Linked DNA regions of Lactuca sativa: region 1 is linked to region 2. The links are chromatin contacts, called in public Hi-C maps. All regions are on one chromosome and are shown on one strand. The core of a region is the stretch at or near the end of the contact, and the rest is flanking DNA. Distances in the headings are between cores, read along the strand shown.

Region 1 (5,736 bases), core at 1,607-4,106, 250 kb after region 2:
CCATCAGGACAAGGATCATCTTTTTGTCATTTCTAACCACTACAACTTATGGACATCCTTTCTATTAACATAGATGAAGATGATTACTTTTCCTATCATACTAGTAAGCCTTTTGCTTCTTCACCTTCTGGTAACCCCAACAAAAGGGCTAAACCCTCGACTCCTAGACCTCGAGCTAATAGTGCCTCACCTAATCCCATTTTAGTGCCTCACCTAAAGCTTCTATTATTGTTGACGATTTAGCACCAGAGATGCAAAAAGCTCTACGACATTTGACTTAAAGGATAACAATTCCTCAATGTTTAGAGAAGTTAGAGTTGCTTGATTTAGATTTTAGGCACAGTTGACCCTCTACAATTTGTTGTATATAACATTTTTGCAGGGACCATGAGTATGAGAGATATGTGGGTAAATTTGCCTAATGATCCACATATATTAAGAGGATGGATCGAGATGACTGCTACAAGTTTAGGAGTTTTAAAGGGTGGAAGGATTTTCCATTAGGTTTACATATTTGTGTTGTTGAGGTTTAATTGCATGTGTTGGAACTACGTGATTATGTTTTTGCTATCATAATTTGGTTATTTGGTACTTCAATTTTAATTATGTTATTTAGTACTTGAATTTTATGTTATTTGGTACTTGAGTTTTATGTTATGTTATTTGGTACTTCAACTTTATGTTATGTTATCTGGTACTTGAATCTTTTGTTATTTGGTACTTATGTTGATTAATAGGTTCCTAATGAATGACAGCAAGAAGATACTTCTCATAATTCTAATGTACTTGTACGTCCGCTATTTTTGGAAGACTGGTGTGAAACGAGTGCGGGACAATGATTCGAAAATGACAGGACATGAATTTACTTTAGAGTTACTTCACTGTAATCCTTTACAATGTGTTGAAGTATTACGCATGTCCCATGAATCTTTTGTGTGACTATGTGCTCATTTTAGAGTAAATTACGCGTTAAAGGATAGCAAACATGTATCGGTTGAGGAAAAGATGGCTATGTTTTATATGATGATCGGTCATAACCAACGTTACGTGATTATCAAACGAAGATTTCAACACTCAAAGCAAACAATTCATAATTTTTTTCATGAAGTGTTTGACAAAATGTTGTTTTTCACACACGGCATCATAGCACCAACTTCTTTTAATCTGAATCCAAACATTCTGGACATAATAGGAGGCTATGACGGGTTTTCAAATGAGCAGTTAGTACACTTGATGGCACTTTGATACATGTCTCTGCCAACAAACGAGATTTATATAGAAGTAGGGGAAAGACGATTGTTATCAACATGTATTGGCAATTTGTGACTTCAACATGATCTTTGCGTTTGTTGTGGCCAGTTGGGAATGGATAGCATATGATTCTAGAATATTATCAGAAGCATTAGAAAATCCACATGCACCATTCTCGTTTCCACAATCAAGTAAGTTTATGATTATTTAAATAGTTTTATCTTAAATTAAATGATTTTTTTTTTGCATTTTTACAGATAAATATTATATTTGTGATGTCGCTTATGCACACATTCGAGGTTTTATGGCACCGTATCGTAATGTGAGGTACTGGCTTGGAGATTTTCGTCAAATACGTGCATTAACCAATAAAGAAAATTTTAACCATGTACATGAAAAACTTCAGAACGTCATTGAGCGTGTTTTTGGTGTCTTGAAAGCATAATTACTCTTGCATGTTTCGCGCTTCATGCTATTATAAGAAAAGGACTACGTGATGAACATTTTACACGATATGATAAACCAAATGTCTCGGTTCAAAATAACAATATAGACGTTGATGATGATGAATATGAGATTCCAACACATGGTACTGCATCGGACCATGAATATATTTGATCCAGATATGGGATGAAATTGTCGAGTAGTTAATGTAAAATATGGAATAAGAATTATTGAAGTGTGGTTGTATGAATTTAATTTCAAATTATTATTGTAAGACTAATTCGGTTTATAAAATCAGTTTATTTTAATTTTTTAATATCTGCAGCAGTATGTAGATGTTAAAAAAACAAACACACTTCTTACTACATTCTGTTGCAGTTTAGTCTACTTTTTCGTTAAAAAGAATTGCAGAGGTAGTCTGCAAACTTTATGATTTTTTAATTCAAAAATACAAACAATTTAGTTTCACCCAAAGTTGTAAAAATCGTTCGACGTTAGCTAGTCGGTGGACTGGGGTTAAGAGATTAATCGGCTAGGCGGAGATTATTCAGGGGATTAATCCGGGACCATTAATTGCTAATTTGTTAGATTTTAAAAAATTAAATATGACTAATATCATATAAAAGTTCGTAAATACCACTGATATCATAACAAAATAGGTTAGTATGATAAATACAACATTAATAGTACCTCAAAAGGTTTCTATTGAGATATAACTTCTTCAAAGTGTTAAAATTTCATTAGTCTCTATTGTTTCACTCATCTGTGTATGTAAGGATTAATCGCTAGACGCCCTCTAATCGGTCGAGTAGCGCCTAGGGATTAATCGGGACATAATCGGGATTTTTACGACATTGGTTCCACCATGTATTCTTTTTATTTTCGAACATCCATTTTAAGAACCTTATATTCTTTTTATTTTCGAACATGATCGACATATTTAATTTTGTTACAAAAGTTATTCATAATTTTAAATACTAAATTTAATCAAACCTAGGAAACGAGGATACAGGGTGCACCGACACAAGTCAAACATATATGATCCCAGACCTTCTAGCCTGTTCCAAACTACTCTACACTACTTCTGAATTCTCCCGTTGTCTCTTTCTCGAGAAACTTCTCGGTAACCATCTCTGCACCGTACGATCACAACCATTGCTACGTGTAAACCGATTACAGGATTCCGGTTGAGTAAACTTAACCTGTATTGCCACTTATCTTATATAACTACCTCCTTCCTCCACAACCTTAAATCAGTCTTCTACCTGCTTTTCACTTCTCTTAATTTCTTGAATCCTTGCTTCCCTTGTTTCTCAGTTGTTCAAGAATGGCTCCGGCAGCCGTGAATCTTGATATAATACCAACGGCTTCGAATTCCAAGAAGAGGGCGTATATAACGTTCTTGGCAGGAAATGGCGACTACATAAAGGGTGTCGTCGGATTGGCCAAAGGGTTAAGGAAGGTTAACTCCGCGTATCCTCTTGTCGTGGTGGTTCTTCCCGACGTTCCGGAGGAGCACCGTCGTATCCTGGAGTCTCAAGGTTGCATCGTTATAGAAATTGAACCAGTTTACCCACCGGAAAGTCAGACTCAATTCGCCATGGCGTATTACGTCATCAACTACTCCAAGCTCCGCATCTGGAAGGTATGGGTTACACGTGTCTCTTTTACATTTCATACGTGGCATTAATATGATTTCGCACGTGGATTGAATCTTTTAGTTTTATGTTGCAGTTTGTGGAGTACGGGAAGATGATATACTTGGATGGAGATATCCAGGTGTTTGATAACATTGACCATCTGTTTGACCTGCCGGACGGCCACTTTTACGCGGTGATGGACTGTTTTTGCGAGAAGACGTGGAGCCATTCGCTGCAATACCAGATTGGGTATTGCCAGCAGTCTCCGGAGAAGGTCCAGTGGCCGGCCGACATGGGTCCGAAACCGTCTCTCTTCTTCAACGCCGGCATGTTTGTTTTTGAACCAAGTATCACTACCTATGATGATCTGCTAAAGACCCTCAGCGTGACCCCTCCCACCCCTTTCGCTGAACAGGTACGTAATTAATAGTCGTTGCCAACAAATCTTCCGGTGATTGTGATTAACTAATTAACAAAATTCGTCTTAATTAATTGCAGGATTTTTTGAACATGTACTTCAAGGATATCTACAAGCCAATCCCTCTGGTGTACAATCTTGTTCTTGCGATGTTGTGGCGGCATCCAGAAAATGTAGATGTTGATGAAGTGAAAGTAGTTCATTACTGTGCTGCTGGATCAAAGCCATGGAGGTATACTGGAGAAGAAGAGAACATGCAGAGGGAGGACATAAAGATGTTTGTGAAGAAATGGTGGGATATTTATAACGACAAGTCTCTAGATTGCAATAAAAAATCGATTTTGGCAGCCAGCAGCAACAATACTAATAATGGTGAGATGGTTTTATCGCCGGCACTGATCTCCGACCCTAAAGTACCCGTCTGCGCGCCCTCGGCCGCTTAATTAGCCGGGTCGTCGAGTATATATATATAATGTACTGCTCATAGTTTGTTTTGGGTTGTTGGTTTCACTCCATTTCTTATAATGGATTGTATGGATATGTAAATTAGGAGGTAAAAGGTTTGCTGATTTCTCTTTTTCTCGTTCTTATATATCGTAATCGTAATAATATTGGAATGTTAAGTTTAAAGTTCAGAGGTACCAAGATCTAGTGTACTCTTTTCCGAAAAAAAGATCTTGTGTCCTGATCTTCATGTCAATCTTTAAAGCTCGATGAATGTGACAAGAATCTTTTCATTTGGTAAAGTCTTTTATTGTGACTTCTGAGGGTGTTAAGAAAATCTTTAGGGGTTAATAGGTTATTTTCTTTTCCAAGTTTTTGTTTGATTGATTTGTATTTTTCACCTAGTCGTGTTGATGGATCGTTTTCTTAGTATATATCATACGTGCGCTCAGCAAGGTTGAGGGGTTTTGTAATTGTAGGTGCTCTTTCCATGTACACTAGCAGTTTAATTTGGTAGGTGTTCTGTTTTTTTTTCTTTGAACGGCCACATTTTATAAAGCAAACCTACTAGCTAGAAAATAAAAACACAGAGAAAATGATGAGAAAAGAAAACACTTAGAAAATGATATTATGCTATTTTGGCTACATCTATCTGAAAACAAATTAATCGTAATGAATAACAATTTCTTCTCAGAAGAATAGACTTCTCTTTGGTGATGCGTTGTTTTTCGATGTAATGTGTAATTGTCGACTTGGCATGTTATGGGAAGTTCTATATATAGGAATGAGCTATAATCAAATGTTGGAACTTGGTGATGCCGTGTAAAAGAGAAATTACAAAATATTATTAATTTTATTAAATTTGTGACACATAACATTTGATATGGTAGGATGATAAGTAGATATAAATAGTAGCAGGATATTTAATTTCTCCATGTAAAAATAACATCATTTGGGCCGTATTATCTGTATTTTTGCATTTCGCTAATGAATTTACAAAAAGGATATTAACCAAAATCAGAATTTTTGTAATAGTAAATTGCATAAAAGTAACTATGTTATTATAAATGTTCTATTTTGACATTAAGTTATTTTTTGTTACATTTTATTCACTAAGTTTTCTAACTTTTGCAATAAGCCCCATGACAAGTTGGCATGATATTATTTGGTTACGTGAGGTTGAGGTGACGTGATGTCGCGACATGGTAGTCTTTGGTGACATGTAATGTTGGTATATAACATACATGTTCTCGAGTCTCCTTAACCATGCAACTCCAAATAACATCACGAGTCTATCAAACTGTCGGTTTTTCATGTATAGAGTAGACTGCCACAACTTGCAACAGATCTTCATATGATACCATCTTTGTCTGCAGTTTTGCATATGATATTCATCTTTCCATGAATGATCTAACTCCTTCTGATACACAAAATCATGATCTTGATGTTCCCATTGCTCTAAGGAAGGGTAAGCATTCTTGTACTTACCATATACCTTCTTTTGTATTCTATGCCAAATTGTCTTCTATAAAAACAGTT
Region 2 (6,405 bases), core at 2,389-4,888:
TAATTTCGTCCCCTTGTTCATGAACTTGACGGTCACTATTTAAAAATGAAAGACAATGTTATACTTCGAAAATATCATAATGCATAACATTCCATAAGAAGTAAATATTTAAAACTATAGATTCATTAGCGAATAAAAAGCTGAAAATATAAATATTCATCGAATATAACAATCATAAACAACCAAAATTGTCTTAAACATCCTTTAAGGCAACCTAGTATAGTATTGTTTTATTCAAAGTACAATTTTTAGTTAGTAACAACCAAAACTAACAAAATTACCAACAGTCCAACATTAAATAATCATAATTAATATGCTATATATTAAAAGAATAGAGTCAAATGTTAGTAAGATAACATATAAAGAGTAAGGATGGTTAAGTAAATCTCATTTATTCATCTTTTTAATAATCATTAAGAAAAAAAAAAACAAATTTTGACTTCAATTTTCATATGCAGACCTCACATTGGTTGGCATAATATTCACAGGCGATTGCATAGCTGCAAGACATACTCAAAACTTTTAAGTAAGTATCTACACCTTGCTATAAGTAATCCAAGCAATTACTTTCATATCCATTAACATAAATCATCAGATACAATAATAATAAAACGTTGGTGCACCTTTTACAATCATCAGTTTCCTTTTTATATTTTTTTAAAGAGGTTAAAATCACACAAACAATATTATAAATTATCAAACAAACAATGGTACATTTCTATTTCTTACATATAGATAAAGTAAAACTACATATATGGGCCTTGTTTATTAATATTTGCAGGAATGGTCCATAGATTTAAATGCTTCTGTTTGGCAAGAATTGTAAATAGAAATGAGTACAAATAGTTTTTAGGCATTGTTAAGTACAAATACGATGAAATTACATTTTACAGTAAAAAAATATAGTGAAATAAAAATATAATACCTAAATGATACCTTGAATTTGGGAGGAATAACGGTTAAATACAGAAAAATCAACAAATTACAAATAAAAGTAATAATGATAGTTATTTATTATATTTTTAATGGCATTTTTTCATGGTATAACAAATACACACAAAGAAATTGTCACTATATTAAAATGTCATTTCATATGTAAAAGAAATAAGGACATTTTTCTTGTTTGTTTTTTTTTACACAGGATATTGACATAAGCGTATGCAAAAAGTAGGTTGTCCAATCATAAATTAAGTTATTTGTTATAAGATTTTATAAAAAGGCAAAAATGTCCTTTTTCTATTAAAAAAATAATGGCAAAATTTTTCTTAGTTTAACACATAAACATAAATAAAACAATGAATATGTAAATGAAAGAAAGACAAGCAACAAAAAACAAAAGAATAAGAAAATTAATTATTTGATGCCCATAGGTTTAAAGGTTAAGTCATACACCGAATTATGAGCAATGGTGTATATCAGATAGTCAAACAACAAATATAGAATTACAGATAAACATGGCCATTGAAAAACATCCCATGTATATTCATATATCATTAATAATTATCTGTACTTTCTAGTAGTCAATAAAACATAGAAAAGTGATCGAACTTACAAAGATAAACCACCATAAAGTAACAAAGTTAAAAATCACCCAAAGTATTAGTTAATATTTATTCAGAGTTTGTACCTATGTAAAAAAAAAAAAATGCCAGAAATGGTCGTTATTTTTACATACAATCAACTATTGAAACAAAAGAAACAATATGTATACAAAAATTAACATCATTTTTTTGAAAGCCATAAAAAAATATGTATTTATTCACAGGAAGTACAACTATATAAAGTTTGATCCCCTAAATTGATTGAGTAGAGGAACACACTCAATCTGACCATTATACCCCCAATCCTATAATATACACCACCATACATAGTATAATGTTATATCTGGACAGTAACATAAATTAGGTTGCTATTTAATGCATTTGGAACACTTAAATCATGTTATATCTTTGACAGGAGGTTTCATAGTTGCAAGACATAAATCATTTCAAAGTACATTGTTATATTAAGGTAGAGAAAAAAAGAAAAAAAATATACTTTATTTTAACACAACATATAAACAACAACTATTAAAGTAACTTTTGGTGCAGCAAGTATATAAACTTTATGCCAATTTAATCAACAATAATCATACTAGAACACAGAAACACATCAAAACTTATTGTCAAAGTAGAGCATAATTACTTATATTCCATTCCTTAATCTATTACCTCCTTAATCGAAATTTGCCACACACTTTAAGAAAATTACTATTTTACCAATTCTAGTGTTTATGCTATGTGATATATGCCCTTTTTTAATCAATATTTCTATTTACTTTCAAAACACACATCAACACACCACATACTTTCGACAATCTTTTTACACAATGTATTTTAGATAAAATAAAATGACTGATTTGAAAAAAAAAAGCGTAATCAAAATGCTTATGGAAACTGTGTATGTCTATGTGTGTGTTTTTGTGTTTTAACAACGTGTATATACCTTTCCTTTACCACATACATGTTTAGAGGATAGTACATCATAATCGTAACAGAAGGAGAAGAAGAAAGAAATATAAATTAACAACAGAATTTAGATCACATAAACAGAAATCGGTGAACAATTATTTGTTTTATACTCACCGGAAGGATTCAAATGTGTGAATAGTTTGCAGAGATGAAAAATTATCGATCAAGAAAGTGAACGAAGACGAATGTTAAAATGTGTGAATGAATGAGGCATATAAGAAAGGAATAAATGGGTTGTCGTTTCAAACTTTATGATAAGATTACATATGCTGATTTATTGCCTAATATTGCTCAATTCAAATAATTACATTAATTTTTGTTGATTTGTTGGGATATTTCTATTGTTTCTAATTTAAATTTAAACCCTTAATGTTCAGGAATGGATTTAAGAAGGAATAGGCGGGAATAGATTGAATAATGTAATACCTTCCGAGATTTAAAGGGTAGAATGGCAGAATTGGAATTTCAGTTTGATAATTTGGACGGGAAAAGATGATGGGGTGGCTGAGCAATTTTGTACTATTTTATTAGGTTAGAAGATTTGACATTTATTTATTATTATTATTATTATTATTTTGGATATGCGTATATAAATCATGGTTGTCAAAATCGCGATCCTGATCGTAGGATCGTACGATCCTACGATCCTAGGTGTGAAAAACGATCCGGATCGTAAAAGAATCGTATTTGGGGTAGGATCGCAGGTAGGATCGTAAGATCGTAGGTAGGATCGTAGGATCGAGATCCGATCCGATCCTACCTTCCTTTGATTTTTTTTTCTTTTTTTTTTGCAAATGAATATTTGTTACCACTTTATATCTTTTACCCTTTACCAATCTATCATTTATCATTTTTTATTGTGACTTATGACTAATATTTTGAAGTTCTTATAATTTTTGAACGAAAAATTAAATGTTTGAAATATTTTTCATGATTAAATATTATAAATTAAAATTATATTATATTTTGTGGGATCTTAGGATCTCGATCCCGATCTTACGATCCCGATCTTGCAAACCCAAAAACGATCCTAGGTAAGATCCCGATCTTGACAACCTTGATATAAATTCGAATTATTGTGAATTATGTATTTTTCTTTTTTTCTTTATCGCATTGAAGTTTTTATTTTATTTTTTATTTTTATAGAAACGGCGTCTTTGGTGTGACGGATTCTTCCCCGGCGGTGTAGGGTGGTCATAACCTAACCAATAACCATGGCATTAGCAACACCGATTCTGATGTCTCATCCTCAATTCCAAACGTCGTTCTTCACAAAGAGCAACAACCAAGTTACTCCCTCACCCGTATCCATCCTAATCAGAAACAGAATACAGATGGTGGTTCCTCAAAGTCAAAGGTATATCATAACCGTCAAGGCCATGGCCGGTGGTGGACTATACTCTGCTCAGCAATTCGAACTCACTCCCCAAAACGTCGATACCGTTCTCGATGACGTGAGGCCATACCTCATTGCCGATGGCGGAAACGTGGACGTTGTATCCGTTGAAGATGGCATCGTTTCTCTTAAGCTACAAGGTTGGTTTTAGGGCTTTTTTTCTTTCTCATATTTCAATCGATTTTCTGGTTGACGAATTGCACTCATCTACTATTTCCATTGTTCAGGAATTTCTTATTTAACCCTAATAGATTAACACGTATGGTTTCTCAATGTTAGCCTCATTCATAAGACGAATCTTCATTGGAACACGAAATTGATGCAAATAATTGTGGTTTAAAGTTGTTAAATGCGTTAGTCTGATAAAATGACCCGATTCTGGTTATCCCCTTTGAAAGGCACATCCAAACACACCTTAAAAGTAAGCAATTGAAATATGATTTGAATCAGGGGCGTGTGGAAGCTGTCCAAGCTCAACAACAACCATGAAGATGGGGATCGAAAGAGTGCTGAAAGAAAAATTCGGAGATGCTGTGAAGGATATCGTTCAAGTATTTGATGAACAAGCTGCTGCAACAAGCGTTGAGGTAAAGTTTTTGAATTGTTGTTGTATGTAAAGAATAGTTTTATAGGAATGATATTAATATATATGAGATTGAATGGTGTGCAATTGCAGGCAGTGAATGGGCATCTTGAAATACTGAGACCAGCCATAGCCAACTTTGGTGGAAGTGTGGAGGTGGTGTCAGTGTCTGTGGAAGATGGGGAATGCGTTGTCAAGTATACTGGGCCCGACTCAATTGGATCGGGAGTCAAAGCAGCAATCAAGGAGAAGTTTCCAGACATTCAGAATGTCTTCTTCACATAGACTCTATGTTGCTGCTTGCTGTTGCTGTTATAGCTTCATGGGAGAAGCAGCTAAACTCTTGGTGTATCTTAAATCTAAAAATATACCCTTATGTATTTCTATTTCTCTTAGTTTGTTGCGTATGTAAATATGCATATACACCATCATACTATAATATATATATTGGCCAAAGTATGCTTCTCTGTTTAAGTGCATCTGTAGTTTATGATTGAGATGCTTATATTTTCATGTAACTTATAAATAAGAAACTCGATGTTTAATTATCTACATATGAGATGATTTAGATTAATTTAATGAAATAATTACATCTATGTATTAGTCAAAGACATGAGTTCAAGATAAACATATTTAGTTAGTGTAAGTTTAGAAACGAGAATAGGATATATCGATCATTTATATGGAGATATTCTAGCCTTCTAGGAGCCATTGATTGGGTCTGTGTAGCAACACATGGAAAGCATGTGAACGATTTCTGAAGGTAAGGATTATACTTATAGTGGGTCATGTTTATGGCTGCAGAGAGATGGAATTTTGAATAATGTCTAAACCAATTAAAAAGATTCTTTTAACTTTTTCTATCATCCATTTTAATTCAACTTCAAGTTAATTTACCTACCATAACTTCATTTGATTTTTTTTCCCTCTTTGAATCGGCTGGAAATAAAAGATTTAGGAGATGTTTTTAAATTATAATTCACATTAAGGGGGTGTTTGGCTTATCTTTTTAGAGTTGTGTTTTGGTGTTTTGGTGTTCAGTGACCTCATTTTGCTCAAGAGTTCTAGCGGCTGATAAATTTTGAACAATTTGTTTCTTTTCACAAAAACCTTCAGTAGAGTTTATAGTTACATTTTAAACTCCGTGTCGTGAACTTATGAGTTGCTTGAATTCCATATCATATAACACTTCACTCTGTTTGACCAAGGACATGATCTCATCAGCTTCATCCCTTTTGTTGCATAAAAACATTACCATGTAAACCTTGAAAACTCATCAACAATGACTAATGAGTATCTTTTACCACCATGAGACTCAACGGGAACAGTGTCAAATAAGTCCATATGAAAAATATGAAATGGTTCAGTGATGGAAGAACATAACATTGTTTTAAAGAAGACTTGGTTTTTTCCCTTTTTCACATGTAACACAAATTTTATACTTAACAAATATTATCTTAGGAATCCCTCTCAGAAACCGATCATTAGCAATTTTAGATATAACCTTAAAGTTAAGATGAAGGAGTCTTTTGTGCCACAACCAGTTCAGATAAGATTGTGAATGAGAGAAGAAACAACACCTAAGAGAGTTATCAACGGAGAACATGTGCAGAATATAAATGTCACTACGACGATTCACCGCTAGAACAATGAATTTTTTTGAATTAATGACCCTTCCTTCATGCTTGTTGAAATGAACTTCATAGTCAACATCAAATAACTGACTAATTGAGATGAGATTATGCTTTAAACCCTCCACATAAGATACATTTGAGAACTGAACAAACTTACACTTGATTGTACCAAAACCTTTTGTTTTTCCTTTGTTAGTGTTTCCATATGTGACTGCATGGCCATCCTTCTTCACATAATCCTCCAGAAGAGACTTGAATCCTGTTATATGTCGAGAGCATCCA

Evidence for each region. A called contact is a pair of places that touch in the nucleus more often than the background predicts.
Region 1: a contact with region 2 is called in a Hi-C map of leaf, with 7 times the contacts expected there. The contact joins the promoter of LOC111920377 here to the promoter of LOC111882617 in region 2. A contact is called at or near these places in 2 of 4 Hi-C or Micro-C datasets (both in leaf).

The regions. Positions count from the first base shown.
Region 1 is chr9:3,605,155-3,610,890 of Lsat_Salinas_v11, forward strand. LOC111920377 (galactinol synthase 2) reads left to right here and starts at 2,857. Exons shown (of 3, transcript XM_023915942.3): 1 at 2,857-3,340; 2 at 3,430-3,750; 3 at 3,834-4,383. The coding sequence starts at 3,023. The coding sequence ends at 4,196.
Region 2 is chr9:3,354,647-3,361,051 of Lsat_Salinas_v11, forward strand. LOC111882617 (nifU-like protein 1, chloroplastic) reads left to right here and starts at 3,639. Exons shown (of 3, transcript XM_023878989.3): 1 at 3,639-4,046; 2 at 4,357-4,493; 3 at 4,583-4,963. The coding sequence starts at 3,725. The coding sequence ends at 4,774.